Linked DNA regions of Sus scrofa: region 1 is linked to region 2. Evidence: chromatin contacts called from public Hi-C data. All regions are on one chromosome and are shown on one strand. Each heading gives the region's core, a stretch centred on a gene start, on an enhancer-like site or on the middle of the called end of the contact. The rest is flanking DNA. Distances are from core to core; before and after follow the strand shown. Region 1 holds the start of GOLGA4 (golgin subfamily A member 4). Region 2 holds the start of EPM2AIP1 (EPM2A-interacting protein 1).

Region 1 (4,371 bases), core at 1,297-3,796, 250 kb after region 2:
GGTGAAATTCTTAACTGCTCTGAGCTTCAGGTAATTTTCATAGTGAAGTTTAATGTTTGTGATATATAACTTTCCAGGCTTTGACATATAAACAAAGGTCCTTATCTACCAGTATAGTTAAGGTATGAACTGCTTCATAATCCCGAAGATTCCCTCATCCTGCCCCTTTGTAGTTACTTCTTACCCACCCAACTCCTAGCAATCACTGGTCTACTCTCCCTCCCACAGCTTTGCCTTTCCAGAATGTCATATAAGTGGAATCTGTTGGCCGACACCCTGCAGGGCTGCAAGCCTTGTACTTGCCCAGCCTCAAGACTGAAGAAGGAGTTCCGAGTCAGCAATAGAGACATCAATGGTTTAATAAGTAGGAGGATTTTTGTTTTTTTTTTTTTATGGCCACACTTGCTGCATATGGAATTTCCCCAGGCTAGAGGCTGAATTGGAGGCCTACATTACAGCCATTGGCAACATGGGATCCAAGCCACATCTGTGACCTACACCACAGCTCATGGCAATGCCAGATCCTTAACCAACGGAGGAAGTCCAGGGATCGAACCCATACCCTCACAGGTACTCTGTCAGGTTCCTAACACAGTGAGCCAGAGTGGGAACTCCAAACAGGTGGATCTTACATGTCTGAAGCAAGGTTCTGGAACAATACCCCACTGTGTATGCATGGCAGGGCATGTTAGTAGTCTTTGCCACAAGGGAGGGAGAGATTATTAGTTATAGGGAGAATTAATGTCAAGGTGGGTCATAGTTTTACCAGGGAAACCAGCAGAGGAGCACACCCCTCCCCTCCCCTCTGACAAACTATCATAGTGATGTTCTGATCTAAAGATGAGAACAATCACTAGTTGGGGCAGGGGGCAAATATGAAGCCATTTACTGATTAGGCTCTGTGATTAAGGGGGAAGGTCAGTCAGGTGAGTAGGTGTAGATGAGGCAGAAACTGGTCTGGCAGAGCAAGAGACCAGCCATCTTGGGTGACCTCATATACAGAATCGTATGTATGCATGGCTTCTTTTGGGTCTGACTTCTCATACTAAGCAAAACTTAAGGAGATCCATTTAGGTTTCTGAAGTTATGAGTACTTCGTCTTTTATATGTCAGAATAGTATCCCATGATAGGGATATACCACAGTTTATCCACTCATTCACTGAAGGACTCTGGGTTTTGACAATTTGTGTTCCATGTTCCCTTTATCTGTAGACCTCTCTTTAACTCCTAATACTGATATCCCCTCTTTACCTCCTAATATTGATAATTAGTATTTTTCTTTTTCTCCATGAGTCTTACTAAGGGCTTAACAATTTTATTAATCTTTTCCAAAAACCAAATTTTAGTTTTGTTGGTTTTTTCCTATTGTTTGTTTTGAACCATGGATCTTTGGCTCAGTATTTTTATTATTTTATTCCTTCCATTTACTTTTTAATTTTTTCTTCCTTTTTCAAAATTCTTAAGATTCTTAAGATTGTTGATTTTCAATCTTTTTTCCTTTCTAATATCAGCACATAATACTGTTATCTTCCATGTAAGCACTGCTTTAGCTGAACTGAACAAATTTTGATATGTTCTATTTTCATTTTCATTCTTTAAAAAATATTTTCTAATTCCTCTTGTGCTTTGTTCTTCGATCAAACAACTATTTGGAAGTGTGTTGCATAATTTGCAAATATCAGAGGATTTTCTGGATAACTCTTATTGATTTTTAATTTAATTTGTGATCAGAGAACACACTATATGATATTAATCCTTTGAAGTTAATTGAGACCTGTATTATGACTTAGCACATGGTCTGTCTTGGTGAATGTTCCATGTGTATGCTGCAATTGTTGGGTCTTTTCACAGATCAATTAGGCAATATTAGCTGACTCAAGTTCTCTATATCCTTAGCGATTTTTTTGTCTACTTGTTCTGTCATGGACTAAGAGAAGTCCCCAAGGGCCTGGAACTTAGCATGATAAAGATTTTTGAATAAATATATGAAAGTACACGATTCGGTGTAATAAAAAAAAAAATAATAAAGGCGATGTCCAAACGACTGGGATCTTACAATAACGGCCTGAAACATCTGAACCCCGGAGCCTCGTGTCGGGCACTTGTTGGTTCCTGGAGGAGTCAAGCGAAGGGAAACGGGACCTTCTGGGAAGCAGGAGGAGTATGAAACACTGGAGACCCAGAATCCTAACCACAAATACTGCACAAAAGCACACTATCCTTCGGAGCCCTTGGCAGGTTCTCTGGATCTCCCATCTTCTCCGCCACGGACACCACCTCACCCAGTTCTTTGCGGTGGGACTGTCAGCCTTTCGGTTCTCAGTAGACGCGTTCTTACTTGGCAGTGCCGAAGCCCGGGCGTGTGTCAGTGTGGCGCTCAGACCAGCCATGACTTGGCTCTGAGGGCATCGCTGCACGCACCGCGGGTAGGACGCAAAGAACCTGGTTTTTCCCTCCCAGTTCCCGCCTTCGGGGGTGTCGCTGGAGCGCGCATGTGCGGGCCCGACTTCGAGCTTGTCCCCTCCGGCGTCCCGTAGAGCTCTCTCGGCGAGCTCCACGTAGGCCGCGCAGGCGCCTTTGGCACATCGCTCACCTGCTGCCGTTGTCGCCGCCGCCGCTGCCGGGGCTGGATGGGGGGCCGAGGCCAACCAGTGGCACCCAGGAGAGAGAGACGCGGCGGCGGCGACGCCGACAGCCGCAGGAGGAGTGTCCCAGTCCGCCCGCGAGCCCAGGAAGGAGGCGGCGAGGCCCAGCCCCCGCGGTCCCAGGTGTAGAGAAGCCTCCGTAGCCGCTGCGGCAGGGTCTCCCTGGGCGCTCACCCCCCTCGGGTTTCATCCATACTCAGGACCCCGCGCTGCGCCATGTTCAAGAAACTGAAGCAAAAGATCAGTGAGGAACAGCAGCAGTTCCAGCAGGCGCTGGCCTCTACTCAGGTACTATGGCCGCCGCGCACCCTTAGTTGCCGACAGCCCTTGACAGCGACTCGTGGGCAAAGAGAAGGGGAGGTTCTTCCCTGACCCTTGACCTCTAGCCTGAGGATTACCCCCAAACCCGGACTGGGAATGAGTTCCGGGCGGTTCAGGTCCTCCGTGATTCCTGTCCCGGTTCCCCCATCCCAAACTCCGTCTGGAGATTGGGTGGAGGTAGCTGGATCCGTGACATTTGACCTCTGTTAGTTTTTCCCTACTCCCCAAGCCCGGCCTGAGAATAAGTGAGAGGGTTTCCGACTTGCGTGATTTTTGACCCATATCGAAGTTTTCCCCAACCATCCGAGACCCCAACTCGGGAGTGAGGGCGGGTTGGGAAAACCAGTAATACTTCTTGTAATATCTGATCTCTCTACCGAGGACCCCGTTCTTATTCCCGACCAGAGGTTGAGTAACGAGGGGCTCCTAGCTGGTGACGAAAGTCTAATTCCAAACCTTGGTCCTGGGGTGAGGGCAGGGATTGAGCCATTCCAGGCCAGGCTGCTTGCAGGATTGTTGGGACCCGAAAGAGGTGGCAATGTGGCCAGTGTCCAGCGCCCGAGGCTGTCACGAGTTAGTCACTTCGCATAACTTGGTTGATCCGGGACTGGCGGTGAGACTGATACTGGCTCCCGGCTAGGCTCGTGCCTGTCCTTAGTTAGGCTCTGATTCTTCAAGAGGTTTGCTAATGTTTTTGTTTTTGTTTCTTTTTTTCACGAATGTTGTTGCTTCAGGGAATGACAGTTTCCAGGAAAAGGGGGCTTGTTAGTAGTGTCAATTTGAAGAAGGCACAGCACTCTCCTGAGCAGCCGTGAATATGTGTTTTGGTTCGGGGAGCATGTGGCCCCTTAAGCAATGGGGAGGGCTTCTGCTAAATTTTCCCAGCCTTTCTGAGTCTCAACAGACTAAGCAAATCTCTCTTAATTTTAGAGTTTTCACAAGAAAGGCTGAGTTTTGACTAGTTTGGAGGCATTTCTAAGACATTTTTATGCAACTTTTAAATGACTAATAACTGTTTAACAAGTACTAAATCAAACTGTTGCTTTGAATTTATTCTGAAACTGCAGATTGAAATTAATTTCTTAAAATGTAAAGCTCCTGAAGAGTAAAACAGTGCTTGAGATACATCAGAACATGATACTGAAAGCTTGATCCCGTTTTACATTTTACTTGCTCCCAGGTGAGAGTAATTAAAATTTCAGTGCTAAATATTTTGCTTTCATACCCTTTACTGCAAGCTTTTTAAAGTACAAAACATCATTATTTAAGAAACAAAAAACAAAAAAATGAGGTAGAGATGAGGAAACAGGTGTGGTGGTGAATGTAAGGGAAACTATACATATCACTGATCCAGGATTTTACCTCTAGAAATTCATTCTAAGAACATGTAAGATGTATTAAGGA
Region 2 (4,721 bases), core at 2,182-4,681:
CTAATGGATGTCAAGTGGTATCTTACTGCAGTTTTTATTTGTATTTCCTTAATGACTAATCAGGTTGAGTGTCTCATGGCTTTTAACATCATCAAAACACAAAACACAATTTTTATCTCTAGATGAAACCTCTTCCCTGCACTCCAGACTCACACATGTATCCAACTAACATGCATTTTAAGTTTAACATAACCTGAAATGAAATTCTGATCTTCCCTCAACCCACTTGTTCCATAGCCTTCCTATCAGTAAATGGCAACTCTTTCTTCTATTCACAGGCCAGAAACCTTGACATCGTTCTTGGCTCCCCTCTTCTTAATCCCTACACCAGCAAACTGTGAGAGCTTTGTTCTTCATCATCAACCCAGAAGGTCACTGCTTCTTACATTTCTGTTGCAACCAAACTGGTCCAAAGCACCGCTACCTCTTTCCTGGATTGCTTCATGATCCTCCTCACTGCTTCTGTCCTGTTCTGCTAAAGTCTGTTTTCACCAAGGCAGACAAAAGAGTTCTTATAAAACTTGCCAAACCATGTTACCTCTTTGCTCAAAACCCTCTAACAGTATCCCACCTCATCCAGAGTAAAAGCTAAAGATTTTACAACATCCCACAAGGTCCTACATGCTCAGCCTGCTTATCCTTCAAACCTCATCTTATGCTTTCACTCCCCACCCAACTCCCCTCTTCAAGACGTATTGACCTCCTTGCTGGTCCTTAAACATGTCAGGCAAGCTTCCATGTCGAGGTTTTTGTGTATACTGTTCTCTCCGTCTGGAACACTGATCCTTTAAACAGCCTCATGACTTGCTCTTCGACCTCCTTATTTCCCTGAACAGTGCCCAGCATGGAATAGGTAATCAATAAATATTTATAGTTAGTGTTAAATTTTTCACACAATCTCATCCATAAAAACCTAAAGTTTCCAGAACAGAGAAAAGTTATGTCACTTCCTGCAGATACAGCACATAAAGCACACAAACATCCTGCTGCTCTGAGGTTTTACTTACCCTGATCCCAGTGCCATTGTCTTGGATCTGAATCAACTTCAGGCCTCCCTCTTTAACCACCACTTGAATACTTGTGGATTTTGCATCTAAACTGACAAATCAAACAAAAATAATAATAATTTGCAACCACTCTAATGCACAAAACTTTTTTTTTTTTTTTTTTCGGTCTTTTTGCGTTTTCTAGGGCTGCTCCTGCAGCATATGGAGGTTCCCAGGCTAGGGGTCTAATCGGAGCTGTAGCTGCCAGCCTACGCCACAACCACAGCAATGCGGGATCCGAGACACGTCTGTGACCTAAACCACAGCTCACCGTAACACCGGATCCCTAATCTACCTAGCAAGGCCAAGGATTGAACCCACAACCTCATGGTTCCTAGTCGGATTCGTTAACTACTGAGTCACAACAGGAACTCCTAATGCACAAATCTTAATATGAGTCCAGGGATAAGAACAAATTCCAGACAAATATAAGACCAATTACTGTGTTTTTCCTTTGCCTACAGGCTCTGTGACTACACTGTTATCAGTTTACATATTGTATGAGAGAGAGGGAAGAAAGGGGCAGAGGGAAAAACATCATTTCCAATACGACATTCAGCAACATTTCTGTTCCTCTAGGAAAAAAAGAAAGGGAAGTTAGAAGTGGGAATACTGGAGTTCCCGTTGTGGCGCAGCGGAAACGAATCCAACTAGGAACCATGAGGTTTTGGGTTCGATTCCTGGCCTCGCTCGGTGGGTTAAGGATCCAGCGTTGCTGTGAGCTGTGGTGTAGGTCGCAGATGCGGCTCAGATCTGGCATGGCTGTGGCTGTGGTGTAGGCTGGCAGCTACAGCTCAGATTAGACCCCTAGCCTGGGACCCTCCATATGCTGCAGGGGCGGCCCTAAAAAGATGAAAGACAAAAAAAACAAGTGGGACTACTTAACATATGCCTCTTTCTTACCTAATTCTCAACTAATTCTACTACCTGTTTCACAAACTTTACTCAGCCTCAGGTTCTTAAAAGACCCTCATAAAATGTCCCATTGTGGCGCAGTGGAAATAAATCCAACTAGGAACCATGAGGTTGCAGGTTCGATCCCTGCCCTTGCTCAGTGGGTTAACGATCCCGGTATTGCCGTGAGCTATGTTGTAAGTCGAAGACGCCCCTCGGATCCTGCGTTGCTGTGGCTCTGGCACGTAGGCCGGCAGCTACAGCTCCCATTAGACCCCTAGCCTGGGAATCTCCATATGCCCTGGGAGCGGCCCAAGAAATGGCAAAAATAAAATAAAATAAATAAAATAAAATAAATAAAATAAAAAAATAAAATTAAATAAAATAAAATAAATAAATAAAATAAAGTAAAATAAAATAAAATAAAATAAAAAATAAAATAAAATAAATAAAGTAAAAAAAATAAAATAAAATAAATAAAATTAAAAAATAAAATAAAATAAAATAAAATTCAGGAGTTCCCATCGTGGCTCAGGGGTTGACGAAACCGACTAGGAGCCATGAGGTTGCGGGTTCCATCCCTGGCCTTGCTCAGTGGGTTAAGGATCTGGTGTTGTTGTGAGCAGACGCGTCTGCTACCTACCTGTGGTGTAGGTAGCAGACGCGGCTCAGATCCCGCGTTGCTGTGGCTCTGGCGTAGGCCGGCAGCTACAGCTCCGATTGGACCCCAAGCCTGGGAACCTCCATATGCCGCGGGAGCGGCCCGAGAAGAAAAAAAAAATTAAAAAGGAATTGTACTTCTGAATGTATACAGAATAAGCAAGAAACTGACGCCCTCTGAAGGATGAAGAGAGGGGTGTTTTTTCTTCTTAAATGTAAAAAGCTTTTTAAACGTTTAAAAAGTTGCATCTTCTGCACATATAATTTTAGAATTTCTCTTAGTTGATGGCACCATTAAAACAATACTGTATCGCCCTCTCTTTGTGCCCCCATCAACCCTAAAGTCTCGAAGGGACGCTCGAGGACCCGGGAGAGAGGAAGGCAGGACCCCGGCCTCCCCGCGGCGGCGGCGCGCGGCACACCCCTCCACTCAGGGCAGAGAGGCGTGTCCGCGCCATCCTGAGCAGTGGCCCGTTAGGTTCTAAGGAAGCCTGGACTCCTCCCTTCGTACCAGTTCTCAATCATCTCCTTAATGGCATTAGCCGGCCGCTGGATAACCTCCCCTGCCGCGATGCGGTTCACCACTGTCTCGTCCAACCGCCGGATAACTCCCGGTACCTGCGACATTTTGGCGCCAGAGCAGGCCGTGTAACGGTGAGACGCTCACTGGAAGGGCTTTCAGCCAATCTCCTTAGAGCTTCGCACCCACATCCTTCCAGCAACACTGCTGACGCCGTCCCGTCCCGCCCTCTAGCGGCAACACCACTTCCGGGACAGAGAGGTACTGATTGGGCATCTTGAATGCCAGTCAAGTTCTTAGCTCCATGATTCCTGTTCTCTTAGCCCTCCTTAGGCGGCTTTAGTGCACTTTGCAGCGAGAAGGATATGCGCCTGCGCGCTAAAAATCAGTGTCCGCTCTTCCTATTGGCTCATGCTTGCGGCAGGGGAATACGAAATCTCCAGCCAATAGGAATCAAGGTGCCGGAACCCCAGTGGTTTCCCCAGCTGGGGTGATCTGGCGCAGAGCGGAGTTGGCGCTTGGGGATCGCTCCTGCTCCTCCCCTCTCCTTGCGGCCTCCGGGAGGTCGGCCCAGATCCAGTGGTCTCCCGTGAGATGTGGATGACGCCCAAGAGGAGCAAAATGGAAATCGAGGAGCCTCGGGGTTTCCAGGCCGAGTGGACTCAGCGTTACCTGGTTGTGGAGCCTCCGGAAGGCGAAGGCGCCCTGTGCCTGGTCTGTCGCCGCCTGGTCGTAGCCAATGGCGAACCCGATGTCAGGCACCACTACGAGGCGGAGCACGATTACTACGAGCGGTATGTGGCGGAGGGCGAGCGCGCGGCCCTGGTGGAGCGTCTGCGTCAGGGCGACTTGCCCGATGCCGCCCCGCTCACCCCGGAGGAGAGAGCTGCTCGTGCAGGCCTCGGGCTCACCCGCCTCTTGGCCTTGAAGGGTCGCGGCTGGGGTGAGGGGGACTTCGTGTACCGGTGCATGGAGGTGATGCTCAGAGATGTGCTGCCTGATCACGTAGGCGTTATGGATGGCATTGATTTATCTCCGGAGATCACGCAGCAGAGGGTCCTAGACATTAACCAGAATCTACGCAGTCAGCTTTTTAACCGAGCCAAGGACTTTAAGGCCTATTCCCTTGCGTTGGACGACCAGGCTTTTGTGGCCTATGAGAACTACCTCCTCGTCTTTGTCCGCGGCGTGGGCCACGATTTAGAGGTGCAGGAAGAGCTTCTGACCATCATCAACCTGACTCAGCACTTCAGTGTTGGTGCCCTCATGGCGGCAATCCTTGAGGCCCTGCAAACTGCAGGGCTTAGCCTGCAGCGGATGGTTGGACTGACCACGACCCACACTCTGAGGATGATTGGTGAGAACTCAGGGCTGGTGTCATACATGAGAGAAAAGGCTGTAAGCCCCAACTGTTGGAATGTTATCCATTATTCGGGGTTTCTTCACTTGGAACTGTTGAGCTCCTACGATGTGGATGTTAATCAGATCATAAATGCCATATCTGAATGGATAGTTTTGATTAAGACCAGAGGCGTTAGGCGGCCAGAATTTCAGGCTTTACTAACTGAATCGGAATCAGAGCATGGTGAAAGGGTTAATGG

Evidence for each region. Hi-C and Micro-C count contacts between places; a contact is called where the count stands out from the background.
Region 1: a contact with region 2 is called in a Hi-C map of skeletal muscle, with 7 times the contacts expected there. The contact joins the promoter of GOLGA4 here to the promoter of EPM2AIP1 in region 2. A contact is called at or near these places in 2 of 47 Hi-C or Micro-C datasets (heart right ventricle and skeletal muscle) and 1 of 2 datasets of contacts at active chromatin or transcription factors (alveolar macrophages).

What each region holds. Positions count from the first base shown.
Region 1 is chr13:22,122,585-22,126,955 of Sscrofa11.1, forward strand. It overlaps GOLGA4 (golgin subfamily A member 4), which reads left to right and starts at 2,547. Exons shown (of 27, transcript XM_005652395.3): 1 at 2,547-2,934. The coding sequence starts at 2,863.
Region 2 is chr13:21,874,432-21,879,152 of Sscrofa11.1, forward strand. It overlaps EPM2AIP1 (EPM2A-interacting protein 1), which reads left to right and starts at 3,432. Exons shown (of 2, transcript XM_005652390.3): 1 at 3,432-4,721. The coding sequence starts at 3,715. MLH1 (mutL homolog 1) reads right to left here and starts at 3,289. Exons shown (of 19, transcript NM_001172367.1): 1 at 3,112-3,289; 2 at 1,008-1,098. The coding sequence starts at 3,227.